5 separate regions of the Mus musculus genome follow, and regions 2, 3, 4 and 5 are each linked to region 1. The links are chromatin contacts, called in public ChIA-PET and HiChIP or PLAC-seq maps. All regions are on one chromosome and are shown on one strand. The core of a region is the stretch at or near the end of the contact, and the rest is flanking DNA. Distances in the headings are between cores, read along the strand shown. Region 1 holds the start of Septin10 (septin 10). Region 2 holds the start of Ccdc138 (coiled-coil domain containing 138). Region 3 has its middle 4.4 kb from the start of Gm46226. Region 4 overlaps Micu1 (mitochondrial calcium uptake 1). Region 5 holds the start of Edar (ectodysplasin-A receptor).

Region 1 (2,760 bases), core at 114-2,613:
CAGCCCTTCTAGGCTGTCCCACTTGCCCTCGGAAGCTGAGAGCATCCAGGCGTGATCCAGGGGATCCAGGGTAACCGAGGCCCCGACGCTGCTCTCCTCTTCTGCGGACGAAGAAGCTAACGATGCGGTATCGGAGTCGCCCCCTCCTCTGCTGCGACCTCCAGCGTTACCGTCCCCAGGACCCACGCTCCTCTTTAGTTGCGGGGAGCTGCCCAACACCAGGTCCCGAAAGTTCTGACGGGCCGACCTGGGTGTGTTTGGCCCACTAGGGGAACTGCCCCCTTCAGCCTCCCCCTGTGGAGGGAGTTTAAGGTTCTCGCTGGACCCGGGACCCGACGCCCAGGACACGGCCTCGACCTCCTGTGGTGGCGAGTCCTTACCTTGGGCCCCACCTTGAGCAGGGGCTGGAGGCTCTTGGTCGCTCACTTCGCCACCCAGTCCGAGAGACAACTGTGGATTTGCCTCCTGGAGCTGGCTGCCCTCGCAAGGCTCCGCTGCAAGGTCCGGGACTTGAGGCTCCTCAGTCACCTCGATACGCGGGGGCTCTCGGGGGAGCTTGGCCTCAAGCGGGGGGGAATCCCCCGTACAGAACCTTTTCTTGAGATGCACATACTTGGTACCATCCGCGGGATCGGTGCGCACGGTGGCCACGGCATTGACCAGTTCCTTGAAGCGCTCGCGGGCGCGGGTGCGCTGTTCGCGCTGGCCACCCAGGACGTCCCTGAAGTGTTGCACCAATTCCGAGTGTCCCGCCCGGCCCCCACGCTCGGCGAGGAAGCGCAGGATCGCCTCCGAGCTCAGCTCCAGTGACCCCTCCATTCACCGCGGCTCAGCTTCTCAGCCCCAGGAGCGCTCAGCCAGACACCATGGCCGGACGCCTGGAGGACCCGGAGAGCGGCTTGGGTCTCAGTGGCTGGCAGCACGCGCGATCCCAGCTTTGAAGAGTCTCGAGTCCCGCGAGCGCTGACACCGCCTCACTGGGGCCGCGTCCCAGTGGACACGCCCCGCCACACCCACTTCCGCTCGGGACTCAATCTCGGCGACAGTCCCCGGCCCGAGGCCCCGCCCACTTCCGGGCTCCGCGCGGGCTCGCAGCCACTGTTTCCGCCAGTGGCGGGAGGCGAGGGACCCAGAGCTTGGCCTCCGAGGCTCACGTTTCCACTCACCCTCCCCACACACTTGGCTTTTCGTCAAAACGCCCGGTGGGGCACACCCGGGAGAAGCTCGCCCCGAGCGCGGGAAACCCTGGTAGTCCCTGGCGCGTTCCCGCAGCCCTCCGCCTCGGCCCCGCCCCAGCCTCTCAGCAGAGGCCGCCCCGCCCATTAACGGCTGCGGGGCGCCGGGCACGCCCCTTGTCCCGCCAGTTACGCCCAGCGGGTCTCTCTCTGAAGCGGCCCGGGACCTGTGTTTGCGTCCAGCCTGAGACCACCGTTTCCCTACGTCCCACCAGGGCTATGGCCTCATGCGACGAGGTACAGCAGCTGGTGAGCCCCGCGCCCTTGGGTTCCCCGAGCCCCCGCCCCGCCCCGCCCGGTCGCCTCTGGGCCAGCGAGATTGTGACCGTGCGGCTCCGGGACTCCGCGTGTCGTGGAGAGGGGGCTCCCTGTTGCCCCAGGGCGAGGGCTGAAGAGCTCTGGCGAGCGACTGCATGTTGGGGAAAAGTTACATTTTCCAGGCTTCCTGGTCCTGGCCAAAGCGGGGTGGTGTAAATGAAATCCAGGATGATGATCGATGCCTATCACTTTGTAACGGTTTTTTTTTTCCTTTTCCCCGACTTAAATCAGGCCTTGGAATCCGCCTGATTTTGTGCAATTGTGTACACGTACATGGCTACTGACCGGAAAGTCGGCTTCCTTAGATTTTCCAAAGCTCGCGGGTTTACTGTAATGCTTGGCGGTTTTGTTTGGCTTTCCCGTCCCCTTGTAATGAAAAAAAAAAAAAACAACAAAAAAAAAACAAACAAACCACTTGACCGATCCAATGTTTTGTGCGGTTCAAATAACTTGAAAAACTTATCTTAGTTGATATAGGATATAAGCCATAGTTATCCGAGAGGTCATACTGTTTTCATAATACCAATCTCTTGTAATCTTGCTTTTGTTCCCATCATTTTAAGATTGTATGTGGAATCTTCCAGTTGTCGCAGGGGGTAGAATAGATTCTATTTCTACTTCCCTAACAGCTGCACGCAGTAAATTATTTTTCTCTACTTTAAGAAACTCTAATATTTCCCTTATCCAATATTAATGAAAGTAATCCTCTTAACTAACTCTATTGAATCCTTTGGCATTGGTAGTATTTTTGTCGGATTCTTAATCTCAAGCAACATTTCCCAAATAACTTTCTACTTACCTGAAACAAGTGACTCTTATTATTATCTTCCTATGTTGCATTTTAGTTGTAGAACTTATTTCAATAGACTAAAATAAAAATAATGAGAAATAGATAAATGCTATAATTTCTGTGTGAAGTTGGTTCGTGATCATTGACATGAAAAAAAAATCATAGTACCTAAGCTATTCGAACCTTAATGGCTGTCCAGTAAACCTATTCTCATAAAAAAGTATTATCATCCATTTAGTGATTTATCAGTACCTTCTAATTCTTTAGCATGATGAAACTTTGATTTCTTGTTAGATATATCCACACTAATACAACTTATAGGTCTCTTCCCCCTGAAATATACATTGGACACAGTAACTGCATTCACATCTGTCACCCATATTTGCCATGATGTCTACCGTGGGTAAATTTTTCGAT
Region 2 (2,760 bases), core at 98-2,597, 720 kb after region 1:
TAGCATGGACAAACCTAGGGGCACCACTCAACCCAAGATCAGCATCACTAATTAGACAAACAGCATGTACCTGTTGATTCATCAGAGCAGCCCACACACCAGTCATGTCGTTTTCCTGCCAAGAATACAAAACCAGAATCAAATCAGAAGCTATCCGTTAGACAAACTCAAACTGAGAGACATTCTAATACACACGTCTTCCACCTTGTGCAAGCACTAATGTTACAAGAAACTAGGTGTGGACATCTGTTGTAGATTAAAGGCAACCACACACAATCAAATGTAATGTTCGGACCCCAGGTAGTATCTGCACCAGGGTATGCTTTATCATTGTGGTAATCTGTGTACAAACTATACACTATCCTGTTTATTATCACAATACTAAATTTCTTGGAAAATATCAATAAGGCTTTAAAAGAGAATGTGCTTCACAGGAAAAGCAAGCTAGAGGAGTATGTGTTGGAGTCTCAATTAAGGTTATGTGAGGATAGAATGAATTTGTGTCATGGTCACCGGAACATTGGGAAATATTGCTATTTCTCAAGAAGGGGTTTTGGAAAGCCAGCAAATGTGGGAAGGAACAGAGGAATGCCTGCGACCTTGCTCACCTTCTGGAGAAGTCAGGGTAAATGATGTTCCCATACCTCAGATGATTTTTTTGAAGACAACATTGTTATGCTTTATATAACCTTGACCATGCTGGGCTGTCAAGCAGGCTTCTCAGCTGAACTGTAAACACCTAACTCTGTTATCAGAGGGTGAGGATTTAAAAAAAAAAACCGAATCTGGTCGTGCAAACTGAGGTATGTAATTGGTCTCCCGCTTCTGTTCTTCCAGGATTCATCGAAGATGTGATCTGGCCGACCTCTCACAAGATATTAGCAAAGACCTCAGTGGGGGCCCCGCCTCAAAAATGGCAAGACTCTCCTGGTGAATGGCGCTCTCAAGGGAGGACTACAAGAATGCACATCGCCACAACTTTTCTGTAAGTTTGCAATTACTTCGGAGTAAGATGCTTTCCAGAAGGAACTACAGTGTCTTCCGTGCCTGCTGCACTTTGGTCACCGCCAGCATTGGTTACCAGGACCAAAGCCACGCCCCGTCCGTCGAGGCGGTTTCCCCGAGGGCGGGAACTCTCTAGTGAGCCTCCCCGAGGAAGGCAGGGCTAGCGACCTCCCGCGGCCGCCCAGCAGAGCCCACCGCGGCTTCCACCCATCTCACCTCCACGGGGCACCTTCCCGCCAGGCCGTAGCGGCTTTTGAGACGCTCCACTACCATATCCTGTCCCGGTGGCTTGACCACCCTGCGCTCCATGGTGAGTCTCTGACTGCGGTCGCCCGGGAAACCGGGTTCACAGTCACGTCAGGGCGGGCAGTACGTCACGACGCCTGGCTCCGCCCCCCGAGGACGCCGGAAGCCGGTAGGAGGATACACTACAACCCAGTTCTCGGTTGCCCCTTAGAGTTTCTCAGTTCCAAGTCTTTTACCCGCCATAAATGTGAAGCATGAAAAAGGTGAGTTCTGCCGGGCAGTGGTAGCCCACGCCTTTAATCCCAGCACTTGGGAGGCAGAGGCAGGCGGATTTCTGAGTTCGAGGCCAGCCTGGTCTACAGAGTGAGTTCCAGGACAGCCAGGGCTACACAGAAAAACCCTGTCTCGAAAAACCAAAAGGAAAAAAAAAGGAGGGAGAGGGAGAGGGGGAGGGGGAGAAGAGAAGAAAGATTCCCTTGAGAGCGCTGGCTCGGCCAGCAGGAAGGCGAATAACTTCTCCACAGCAGAGAGCCAGAATGCTCCCCAAGGCTGGAGACCACAGGGACTACAGGGTAAATTTTACTGTGCACTACATAAAATTAGACTAAACAGGGTCTCTTCATCAAAAGTGATTTACAATCACAGAAAAATCAGGACATGTCTGAGCGCTAAGCGCATTAACTGCTGATTATACTCCTTTGCCAGTTTCCATAGGTGGTACAAAAATAATCGAATATAGGCAGGGAAGGTGGAGGCTGGAGGCCAGCCTGGGCTACAGGGTCATAAGCAGTTGGGGCAATTAACTGCCTCAACTACCGGGTGATCTGCCTCATAAAATGAAAAAATGTTCGTTTAAAACACAGAAACCTCTTTCCCAGCTATGCAACAGCACATAGTACTTGGTGTGTTCAACTTATCACACAAGCTCCTACCTGTTCAGTTTTTCTTTGAGATACACTAACACTGAGAAATAGTAGACATGTGTTGTAGCAGCCCCTAAATTCTCTGGATAACTTTTTAACTTACAGAAGTTGATACTTTAGCAATAGACAAAAAACTCACTATAAAAACATTGCCTAAAGAATACTTTTTTGCCAGCTGGAGAGATGGCTCAGTGGTTAAGAGCACTGACTGCTCTTCCAGAGGTCCCCAGTTCAATTCCCAGTAACCACATAGTGGCTCACAACCATCTGTAATGGGATCTGATGCCCTCTTTCTGGTTTATATGAAGACAGCTACAGTGTACTCCTATATGTAAAGTAATCTTTTTTTAAAATACTTTTTGCTAAAAACTACCACCTAGGGGCTGGTGAGATGGCTCAGCAAGGTTAAGACTGCTCTTCCTAAGGTCCTGACTTCAAATCCCAGCAACCACATGGTGGCTCACAACCATCTGTAACGAAATCTGATGCCCTCTTCTGGAGTGTCTGAAGACAGCTACAGTGTATTTACATATAATAAATATTTAAAACAAACAAACAAAAAAAAACCTACCACCTAAACTGTGTA
Region 3 (2,760 bases), core at 94-2,593, 680 kb before region 1:
GGGTTCTCAGGACACAGAATGAGAAGCTGTAAGAAGTCAGGGGGGTCCCCTCCCCTCCCCTATTTCTTCCACCATAATCCCTGCTCACTCGCTGTCCCAACCTTTCCCATGTCCCTCCCAGCCGCCTTCCTAGCTGGAAACAGAGCTAAGTCAACAACAGTTCCTCGAATTGTGTTTCAGCTCAGGCTGCGGCAGCCCAGGCAGCCAGGCTCTGGAGCTATTAATATTGGCAGATGTAGCTCATGCTATTTGATCCCGTGGGCTGTGATCCCACCAGGTTCAGCAATGAGCTAGCGAAGGCAGAGCTCAGGGTCCTGAAGACTCGTGACCCTTGGGGTTTTGGGGTCCTGCACTGAGTCATGCTAGTGTCCAGGAACTTGAACACCTGCAAACTTGGTGGCTGACAGAGGTTGGCAGGCTAGATGATAAATGGGGAGGCCTGTGGGAGAATGATGGCAGTCATTATGATGAATTTTACAAACACTACCAGCGGCGAGTGAGTGTTTTCTGTTCCTGCTGGGACTGGACCTTGGTATCCATGTGGTCTTTTACACATTGCTTCAGATCCCACCCCCACCCCCCAGCCTCCCTCGCAGAGACAGGTCCGCAGCCTTCCGGGAGGGCCCCGTGCCTTGGAGGCTGACCCTCTTACAGAACACATCTGCTACCTGGGTGGCTCTTGCAGTGCTGGTGGTAGCTCTCCGTTGTGGCTAAGGACAGTTTGGGGTCTAGGATGTCAATGTTAGAACACAGGGCCATGGCTGGTCGCCAGTAGGTGGCAATGATGCCAGAGGTAACCTGGAGGCTACTGGCCAGGATAGCACTGGGGAAGCCGAGAACAGAACTGTTTCTGATTCCAGACATGGGTGGTGCCGCCTGGCACAGGCTGAGGGCAGGAGACAGTGGCTGCTCCCTGGCCATTCTCAAACTGACTCCTGGTTCTGAGTTCTCTTAGGGAGAGGAACTGGGGACATTTTCAGTAGGATTCTGCTTCCCTCAGGAGGTGGGGCAATGGAGAAAGACCCTCCTTGCTAGTCGTGAGGCCTACTATCTGGTGGGTCTTTTGCCTTAGACACACCCTGGTCTGAATTTGTGGCTGCAAAGTGGCCCACAGGTGCTCTGCAAAGGAGATGGTAAGTCAGACAGCTGTCTCTGCCCAGGGGTCCCTTCTGTCCTCCCCCACTGTGGAGTCACACAGCTGGTGTGTGTGATGTGTGTGTGTGTGTGGAACAGAAAGGGTGACACACAGCGCAAGCACCCGCCAAGCCAAAGGAGGCAGACACTGCTAGGCCACTGTGCAGACACGGCTGAAGGTTGGGGCCCAGGCACTGAAGGCTGGAGAGGAGAGAATCTGTGCATGTCTCAGCATCCGGGTGGGCGTTCAACACTGCAGGTGGAGGAAGGGCAGCCCCAAGCTGCAAACAGCAGGAGGTGGGCCAGAGGCAGAGAAGGCTTCGAGGCTTCAGTGTGCATGCCAGGGCATGCTGTCTGCGTGGAGCCAGGACAGCATCACTAGGAGTGACATGGTCAGGGCAATTTGGGTGATGTCACTATGGAGGAAGAAGGCCTGGCTGACACACTCAGCATCCCATAGGTTTAAGTTGCTGTCTCTTGTGCTTCCTCATCCAAAAGAAAGGTGCACAATAAGATAGGATACTGGAACAGCCAACCCGAGTCCCCTAAAGTCCCAAGCTTGATCCTTGCCCTTTTTGGGGTCAACCACACTGAGGCATCTCTCCCAAGGAAAGCCTACCCAGTGTCTGAGCTAAGACAGCCAATCCAGACCTTCCTAGGGACTTCATTTAGATCAACTCAGAAGGGCTGGGTGGGCAAGGTGTGGCACCAGACCTTGGTGGGGTTGCCTGGCTGAGTAAACCTACACAGCTGCCTGCTGCCTCTGACTGGCCTGTATGCTGGGCCTTATTTCCTGCCCAACTGGCTAAGGAGGTGACAGTAGGCCTGAGCCCTGGCTTTGGGGAACATATTATGACTGGAGTTTGGGTAAATGATATCCCAGTCTCCCCACGTTCCATATAGCTTCTCTTTTGCCTTACAGAACCACTCCTAGACCCTGGCCAGGAAAGGCACCAAGGGTGGCTGAGATGTTTCTGGGATGACATAGGGGACAGGCAGGAGGAGGTATGCGCAGGTTTGTTTGTTTGTTTTTTTTTTTTTGTATTAGTGACGTTTCTCTCTGCCCAAGACTATTGCGAATGACTGGTGTGATAATTACAGGCAGCCATCTGGCCTACATGCTGCCCCGTGCTTTCCTGCCCCTCTTCATCTTCAGGCCTCTGTCACACTGCTCCCTCTGGCTGGAATCTCCGCACCAAGAGAGTGCCAACCAGACACACTCCCCCCTCCCCCACTTCCTCAAGAGCACCGGCTCCTCTGTCATCTCTGTGGTTACAGGGTCTAGAATAGGACTTGACATCAGTGTCAGGTAATCTTTGTTGACAGGACAAATGGCGCTTGGATGGAGCTTGCTGTGACCAGACACTGTGTGAAGCACTTCTTGGGAGCTGACTCCTATCCAACATGACCATCCAATAAGCCCAGTGTCTGTGCCCCACTCATTGTGTACATGAGGCTGAGTGACATGCCTGAGGTTACCCAGCCACTGCATATGAAGGCAGTCTTGAGTGGGAAGCAGCTGGAGTCCACAGCAACACTAATAACTTTTATAAATGCTGCTTCTGGGGCTGATTCCAATGGAGGGACACAGTCCTGAACGGCAGGTGGACACCCACGTCATGTCCA
Region 4 (2,760 bases), core at 178-2,677, 600 kb before region 1:
GCAGGGCCACAAAGAAGGGCCAAAAAAGAGAAGACAGCGAACACTGGGAGATTCTTCCTGGCTTTCTAAACACAGTGCACCTTTCCTTCCCACCCCTGCTCCTTGGTGACAGGAGGGCTAGTCTTTTGGAAGGACAGATAATATACATTTAGCTATATGATACCTATCTATCTATCTATCTATCTATCTATCTATCTATCTATCTATCTATCTATCTACCCGAGGAAGATGAAAAGCTAGGGAGAAAAAAATACATGTTTTATTACAAGTGCCAAAAAATGAGGCTAAAACGAGTAGAAGGAGAGAGAAATCAGTGTCTGAGAGTGTGTCACTGCTCAGCAAAGGCTTTGGAGGGCGCTGCACTCTGGGATGAGGAAAGCCCGTGTGCTCCTCTGTACAGTTACAACCTCTGCAAATCCCTCCCTATATCCGTGTTTCAGAATGACAGGCTTCCCCAGGCCTTTCCTAGCTTCTGAACCGCACAGAGCCACACTGCACAGTGACCTCAGGCCACTTAGCCAGACACATCTGTGCTCTTCAGTGGGACAGAACGGCAGGGCCTCTGTGCCATTGTTCTTTCTGTCTGGAGTTTCATACCACTAGTTCATGAAAAGGAAAAAGGCTTACAGGCACCATTCTCTATGGGAGCCCTCCTCTTAAGGGAATCGTGACGTATTTTAAAGTTTGAGTTGAAATCTGTTTATGTAATGGACGGGCGTCTCTCAACACAAGAGGAATCTTTACTGTCTGGTGCAGGTTGTCTCCTGGCAAGTGGAGAAAGAAGGTCTACAGTCTGGAATGCGGGCACCACAGCTCACTGCTCAGCAAGGGCTAACAGGATGATCCCAGTCGCCATGACATTACAGAGTATTAGCTAAACTGCTACACTTCTCTGGGTTTTGTGGTGCTGGGTCCTTGTGCATGCTGGGAAATTATTTTACTTCTGCATGATATGCCTGGCCTAAACTAAACTATATTTTTCAATTCCAAATCTTAAGACTTCTTACATTTTAAAAGACTGGTTAAGCTGGAGCCAGGTGGCAAACACCTTTAACACCTTTAATTCCAGCACTCAAGGCTGGGCGTGGTGGCTCATGCCTTTGTCCCAGTGCTGAGGAGGCAGACCTCTGAAGTGGAGGCCAGCCTGGTTCACACAGTGCTCCAGGGTAAACCTTGCTTGTCTTCTGTGGCTGTTTTGTTGGGCCTGGGAAATGTGGTACGCTCCTACAGTCCTCACTACATGGAAGGTTGAGGAGGGAAGATCACTGAGCCTGTGGATTTAAGACCTGCCCCAGTGGATTGTTGAGATCTGACCCGCCCCGCCCCGCCCCGCCCACTCCCCACCTCCCACCCCCACAGTATAGCTGTAGCCATTTTGTCCCATGCCTGCCACCAGCTATTTCATACTGTTGCTGTAACATGCCTGCCAGTTGCTGACACAGAGAAGTGACCTGACTCAGAGCAGGGTCATGCTGACCACATGCCCTGTTATGTTCTGTATGAGGGTTGTTAATCTTAGGAAATTCCACAAAGCTTTATGTAGGACTCATCAAGTTAAAGGTCAATATGAACTGTTCTGTCTAAAATGGCTTGAGTCAGAGCTGACCACTGGGCAGCACTTCTCGCACCTGTCTATGAGCTCATTGTGTTATTATTATTGTTGTTGTCATTATTATTATTATTTATAAGCTGACAGAAAAAGATGTCTGTTGTCATAGTTTAGATAATTCTGAGTTATGACCCTGGTCTGACCGGTATTAAGGTATGCAGTCAAGAAACTACTCTTGCTTAATTGAGATTGGTATTCCTATTGATTTGTGTGGCGACTCTGGACCCTAACACAATTAGAAGGATGGAAACTGGGACTGTGACCAAATCAGCTGACTGAATCATGAGTCAAAATCATTAGTCAGACCAAGAAGGGGTCTAACTGTCGGTCTGAGAGTCCCACGTGGTATGCAGACATACATGCAGGCAAAACACCCATACATATGAAAATAGGGACAGTGATATTAATATAAGATAAAAATGTTTGCCCTTTGTTAAAGGACGGTAAATTTTTCTGCTCAGTTGGACTATCTTTTAACTTTGTTTAGGTCTATTTTATGTATGGAAATCTTCATTATAGCTAGATATGTAGGTAAAAAAAAAACTGGTTATGCCTAAGAACTCTTTCCTGGTAAGGTAAGAAACTAAATATTCACCTGTACTTTCTTTATTTTCCTTTGTTTGAGACCAAGTCTGACTATAATGCCCAAAGTTCCCTTTCATAGACCAGGCTGGCCATGACCTTTTTATCCTCTTTCCTCACACCTGGAATGCAGGGATTACAGCTGTTACCTACTAGGCCTCACTCATGGTTTCTGTATTTTGAACAGGGAAGCATCACCTCAAATACTAAAAGACACTTAACGGTGGAGTTTAATGGTGGAGTTTAACGGCAGTGATCAGCTCCCTGAACTGAAGAGCAGATCACGGTCTACAGCTCTGATGCCGAATTTGGAACCTGAGGGAAGCAGACGGACTTTCAAGCTAACTTTGGCTCCTGGTGAGTTCCAGGGCAGCTTGGACTACATAGAAAGAACCTGTCCTAAAGAAAAAAACCAAAAAAAGAAAACCAAAAAACCCCCCAAACAAAACTACACGAGGGGAAGAAAGGCTGGTGGTGTGCTCAGGTGATGTGGTAATGTTGCTGAGCATGCACGACACCCACGCCCCCTTCGGCTCTATAAACCGGATCTGATAGTATATGTCCCAGCA
Region 5 (2,760 bases), core at 106-2,605, 550 kb after region 1:
GAGCATTGTGCTTTCCCACAGCAATAATCATTAAGTTCAGGATCCTCGGCCTAAGCCTGTACTCTGCCATCTGTCTCTCTACTGAGAGTCCTGCTTTCTCCAGTGTATCTAAGGCAGAGGGAACAGGACGGGAGCAGAGTATATAGAAGGCTCCACTCCTAGGCTGGCTTGCCAGCAATTGCCTTTAGTCCCAGCTCCTGGGAAGCAGAGGCAGGTAGGTCTATGCGAGTTAGAGACCAGCCTGGTCTACAAACCAAGTTCCAGGATCACTAAGGCTGTTACACAGAGAAACCCTGTTTCCAAAAAAACAAAGAGGTGGAGGAGGAGGCGGGAGATGAAGAAAAGAGGTAAGGAAGAGGAGGAGGAAGAAGAGAAGGAAGATGAGGAGAAAGAAGGAAGAAGGAGAAAGAGAAGGAAGGAGGAGGAAGAAGAAAGAAAATAAGGAGGAAGAGGAGGAGGAGAAGCAGAAGAAGGAGGAGGAAGAGAAGGAGGAGGAAGAGAACAACAACAACAACCTGTTGTTTCCACTCCTTACTGTGGCGGGGGACCATGAGGTTGAGGGAGAAAGGAATGAGGCTGTTACATTCTTTTAAGGCTGGGTGTTTTCCAGATAACTTATTTTTTGAAAGAGAATTGATCAATACCAAAAGGTTTGCATTTAACGTTTCCTTGCTATCAAATCACATGGGGTATATGAGGTTATCGGAGCATATATAGTTATCTGGAAATGTAAAGGATACATAGGGCTATCAAGAGTTCTGTGAGGTATGTGCACGTCTCTGGAGTGGTAGAGTCTGTATTTATATGAGGCACATACTGTAGTTACAAGAGTTAGATATGTTTATCTGAACTTGTCTGGAGCCTATATTGAGTTACCTGGAATGACATGGAGAGAAGATGTTGAGGAGAAAATGGTGACTCAAATCTGTGGTGAGCAGGAGAGAGATTGGAAATATGTACAAGTGTATTCCAGGCTGCATGAAGGAGCGTGAATGGATACAGCAGTATTCATCATACCTATAACCATCTTGTGGGGAAGGGGGCTGTGCTTAAGTTCTGATTAATGATAACTTAATGCAAATTTCATCTTTCATTATTCTTGTGCCCAAAGGCCCAACTTGCTTTGATAGAAGCAAGACCCCCACGCACTCCAAAAGGAAAAACCTCAATGCTTTTTACACATTCCAGCTTGTCCCTTAAGGGGCAGGAAGTCCTGTGGAGCCAGGTGCACTCAGCGGCAGAGCCTGAGGCTGTGCCCAGGCTCCTGCACTGCCGATGCCTGGCGCGGCCTCTAGGTGGCGCGGGTGGGTTTGAAGCGAGGGGCCTCCTCTCCGCTCGACTGTTTGTAAACTCGCAGTCCAGACCGGGAACAGTCAAGAGCGAGTTCCCGGGAGCCCTTCAAAATAGAAAGTTAGTTGCGCTGGCAGCAGAGGTGTGCCTGGCCGCTGTCACCCGGCTGGCCCCAGGATTGTGGAGCTCTGCTTTTGAGAGGACACCGACGGACGCCTGTGAAGCCTGCCCCCCATCCCTTACCTGCTCGCCTTCTCCGTAGACCCATCTTCTGCTGGGAAAAGCTAACCTCATTCGGGTACCAGGTAAACCTTGGTTCTTTCACTTCTGGTTTTCCGTATTCTTCAACTGTGGACGAAACCGAGGTGTCCTTGGCTAGGAAGGATCTCGGGTACATTTTTGAAATGCATGTCATTTTTGGGTTGCGTTTGGACAAGCGTTACTGATTACTTGTGTGTCTGTCTGTGCTACAAGTTCACAGGCTTGAGGTTGTTTCTTTGTTTTGAAGAAAATATCAGAAAACTCATTCCGCTGTTGAGTGCGCTTTGGTTAGAGTGCCAAACTGTGCGTCACAGACAGTACTTGTGCTACTAAAACACGTGTTGCCATCTGGGGAGAGGACCGGAGTTTCTCCAACTCGCTCACAGAAGAAGGCAAGAGGCACCTGGGACTTTAGTGGCATTCGTCACCTGCCTCTACCCAGAGTAGCTCATTGTCTTAAGAGGCCATTCAGGCAGGCTTCCAATCAAGTCTGAGACCCAATGCCATAGTCCTATGTTGTCGGAGAAGAGGAAGAGAGTGTGTTAGATAGGTCTTTGTGACACTTGAGGTTTTCATTTCTAGCCAAAGGTTCCTTTAGTGTTCCGAGGCATCTGGGGTAGAAGGGCCTCATGCAGAGAGTAGAGTTGGATTTTTCAGCCTTTGCGGTAAGAAACTCCTGCAAGGCAAAATGTGTGATCTCAGGGCAGATGGGGCAGCAGGTGAGGTCACTGCTGGAGTATCCACATCACCAGGGGACAGCTAAAGCAAGAGAGGTGACAAGGGCCAAAGACCTGGTCAGTCAGGTTGCTAGACAGTCAGTGGGAAACAGTCCCCCTTTTCAAGACTGAAATCATAGTTGAGAGAGAGAGAGAGGTGGTGGAGTGTGGCAGGGCCAACTTCTTCTTTACTTCTTCTGGGGCCCCTACCTTGCTGTTTTGAAGTGGCACCTGGGTACACCTTCAAATGCAGAGTGAAACTGAGGTTTGTTCAAAGTATCAAAGAGTCAAGAGGGCATAAAAGGACAGAGAAGTCCCGATGTACAACAGACATTCTAGGTCATGATCGCTTAAAACCTTTAAAGATATGTTTTGAGAGAGTGGCTTACGAGGACTTAACGTTAGGAAGTGTCCCAAGAGACCGCCCCCACATAAGCACCCTCCCTGGAGATGACAGCAGGATGAGGGGGGTCTCCTCTCAGCATTCATTCCT

Evidence for each region. ChIA-PET counts read pairs in DNA pulled down with a chosen protein or histone mark. HiChIP or PLAC-seq counts read pairs in DNA pulled down with a chosen protein or histone mark.
Region 2: an H3K4me3 HiChIP or PLAC-seq map of forebrain shows a contact between it and region 1, with 4 times the contacts expected there. The contact joins the promoter of Ccdc138 here to the promoter of Septin10 in region 1. A contact is called at or near these places in 2 of 39 promoter capture datasets (cranial neural crest and hippocampal neurons) and 2 of 115 datasets of contacts at active chromatin or transcription factors (astrocytes and forebrain).
Region 3: an RNA polymerase II ChIA-PET map of memory CD8 T cells shows a contact between it and region 1, with 21 read pairs. The contact joins the enhancer-like site here to the promoter of Septin10 in region 1. A contact is called at or near these places in 6 of 39 promoter capture datasets (cranial neural crest, embryonic stem cells, liver and 3 more), 6 of 484 Hi-C or Micro-C datasets (B cells, embryonic stem cells, hematopoietic stem and progenitor cells and 3 more), 16 of 115 datasets of contacts at active chromatin or transcription factors (astrocytes, bone marrow-derived dendritic cells, bone marrow-derived macrophages and 13 more) and 2 of 9 other capture datasets (adipose tissue and liver).
Region 4: a contact with region 1 is called in an H3K27ac HiChIP or PLAC-seq map of embryonic stem cells, with 5 times the contacts expected there. The contact joins the enhancer-like site here to the promoter of Septin10 in region 1. A contact is called at or near these places in 6 of 39 promoter capture datasets (cranial neural crest, embryonic stem cells, hematopoietic stem and progenitor cells and 3 more), 1 of 15 datasets of contacts at CTCF or cohesin (the NIH/3T3 cell line), 1 of 484 Hi-C or Micro-C datasets (the C2C12 cell line) and 8 of 115 datasets of contacts at active chromatin or transcription factors (bone marrow-derived macrophages, embryonic hindbrain, embryonic stem cells and 2 more).
Region 5: a contact with region 1 is called in an H3K4me3 HiChIP or PLAC-seq map of embryonic forebrain, with 4 times the contacts expected there. The contact joins the promoter of Edar here to the promoter of Septin10 in region 1. A contact is called at or near these places in 2 of 39 promoter capture datasets (the SN4741 cell line and hippocampal neurons), 1 of 484 Hi-C or Micro-C datasets (forebrain) and 2 of 115 datasets of contacts at active chromatin or transcription factors (astrocytes and embryonic forebrain).

The regions. Positions count from the first base shown.
Region 1 is chr10:59,220,103-59,222,862 of GRCm38.p6, reverse strand. It overlaps Septin10 (septin 10), which reads left to right and starts at 1,363. Exons shown (of 10, transcript NM_001024911.3): 1 at 1,363-1,472. The coding sequence starts at 1,455. It overlaps Sowahc (sosondowah ankyrin repeat domain family member C), which reads right to left and starts at 941. Exons shown (of 1, transcript NM_172939.3): 1 at 1-941. The coding sequence starts at 819.
Region 2 is chr10:58,496,524-58,499,283 of GRCm38.p6, reverse strand. Ccdc138 (coiled-coil domain containing 138) reads right to left here and starts at 1,347. Exons shown (of 16, transcript NM_001162956.1): 1 at 1,222-1,347; 2 at 71-115. The coding sequence starts at 1,314.
Region 3 is chr10:59,900,809-59,903,568 of GRCm38.p6, reverse strand. No RefSeq gene overlaps it. Among named protein-coding and RNA genes, the nearest start is that of Gm46226, 4.4 kb to the right of the region's middle. Within about 2 kb of position 1,343, at least 54 of the 459 cell types and tissues checked have an H3K27ac peak or open chromatin away from gene starts, as enhancers often do. A contact at or near this core is called in memory CD8 T cells, where this site is marked.
Region 4 is chr10:59,820,223-59,822,982 of GRCm38.p6, reverse strand. The region is part of intron 8 of Micu1 (mitochondrial calcium uptake 1); the gene reads right to left. Among named protein-coding and RNA genes, the nearest start is that of Gm23803, 3.8 kb to the right of the region's middle. Within about 2 kb of position 1,427, at least 28 of the 459 cell types and tissues checked have an H3K27ac peak or open chromatin away from gene starts, as enhancers often do. A contact at or near this core is called in the C2C12 cell line, the NIH/3T3 cell line, embryonic stem cells and 1 more, where this site is marked.
Region 5 is chr10:58,674,291-58,677,050 of GRCm38.p6, reverse strand. It overlaps Edar (ectodysplasin-A receptor), which reads left to right and starts at 1,355. Exons shown (of 12, transcript NM_010100.3): 1 at 1,355-1,595.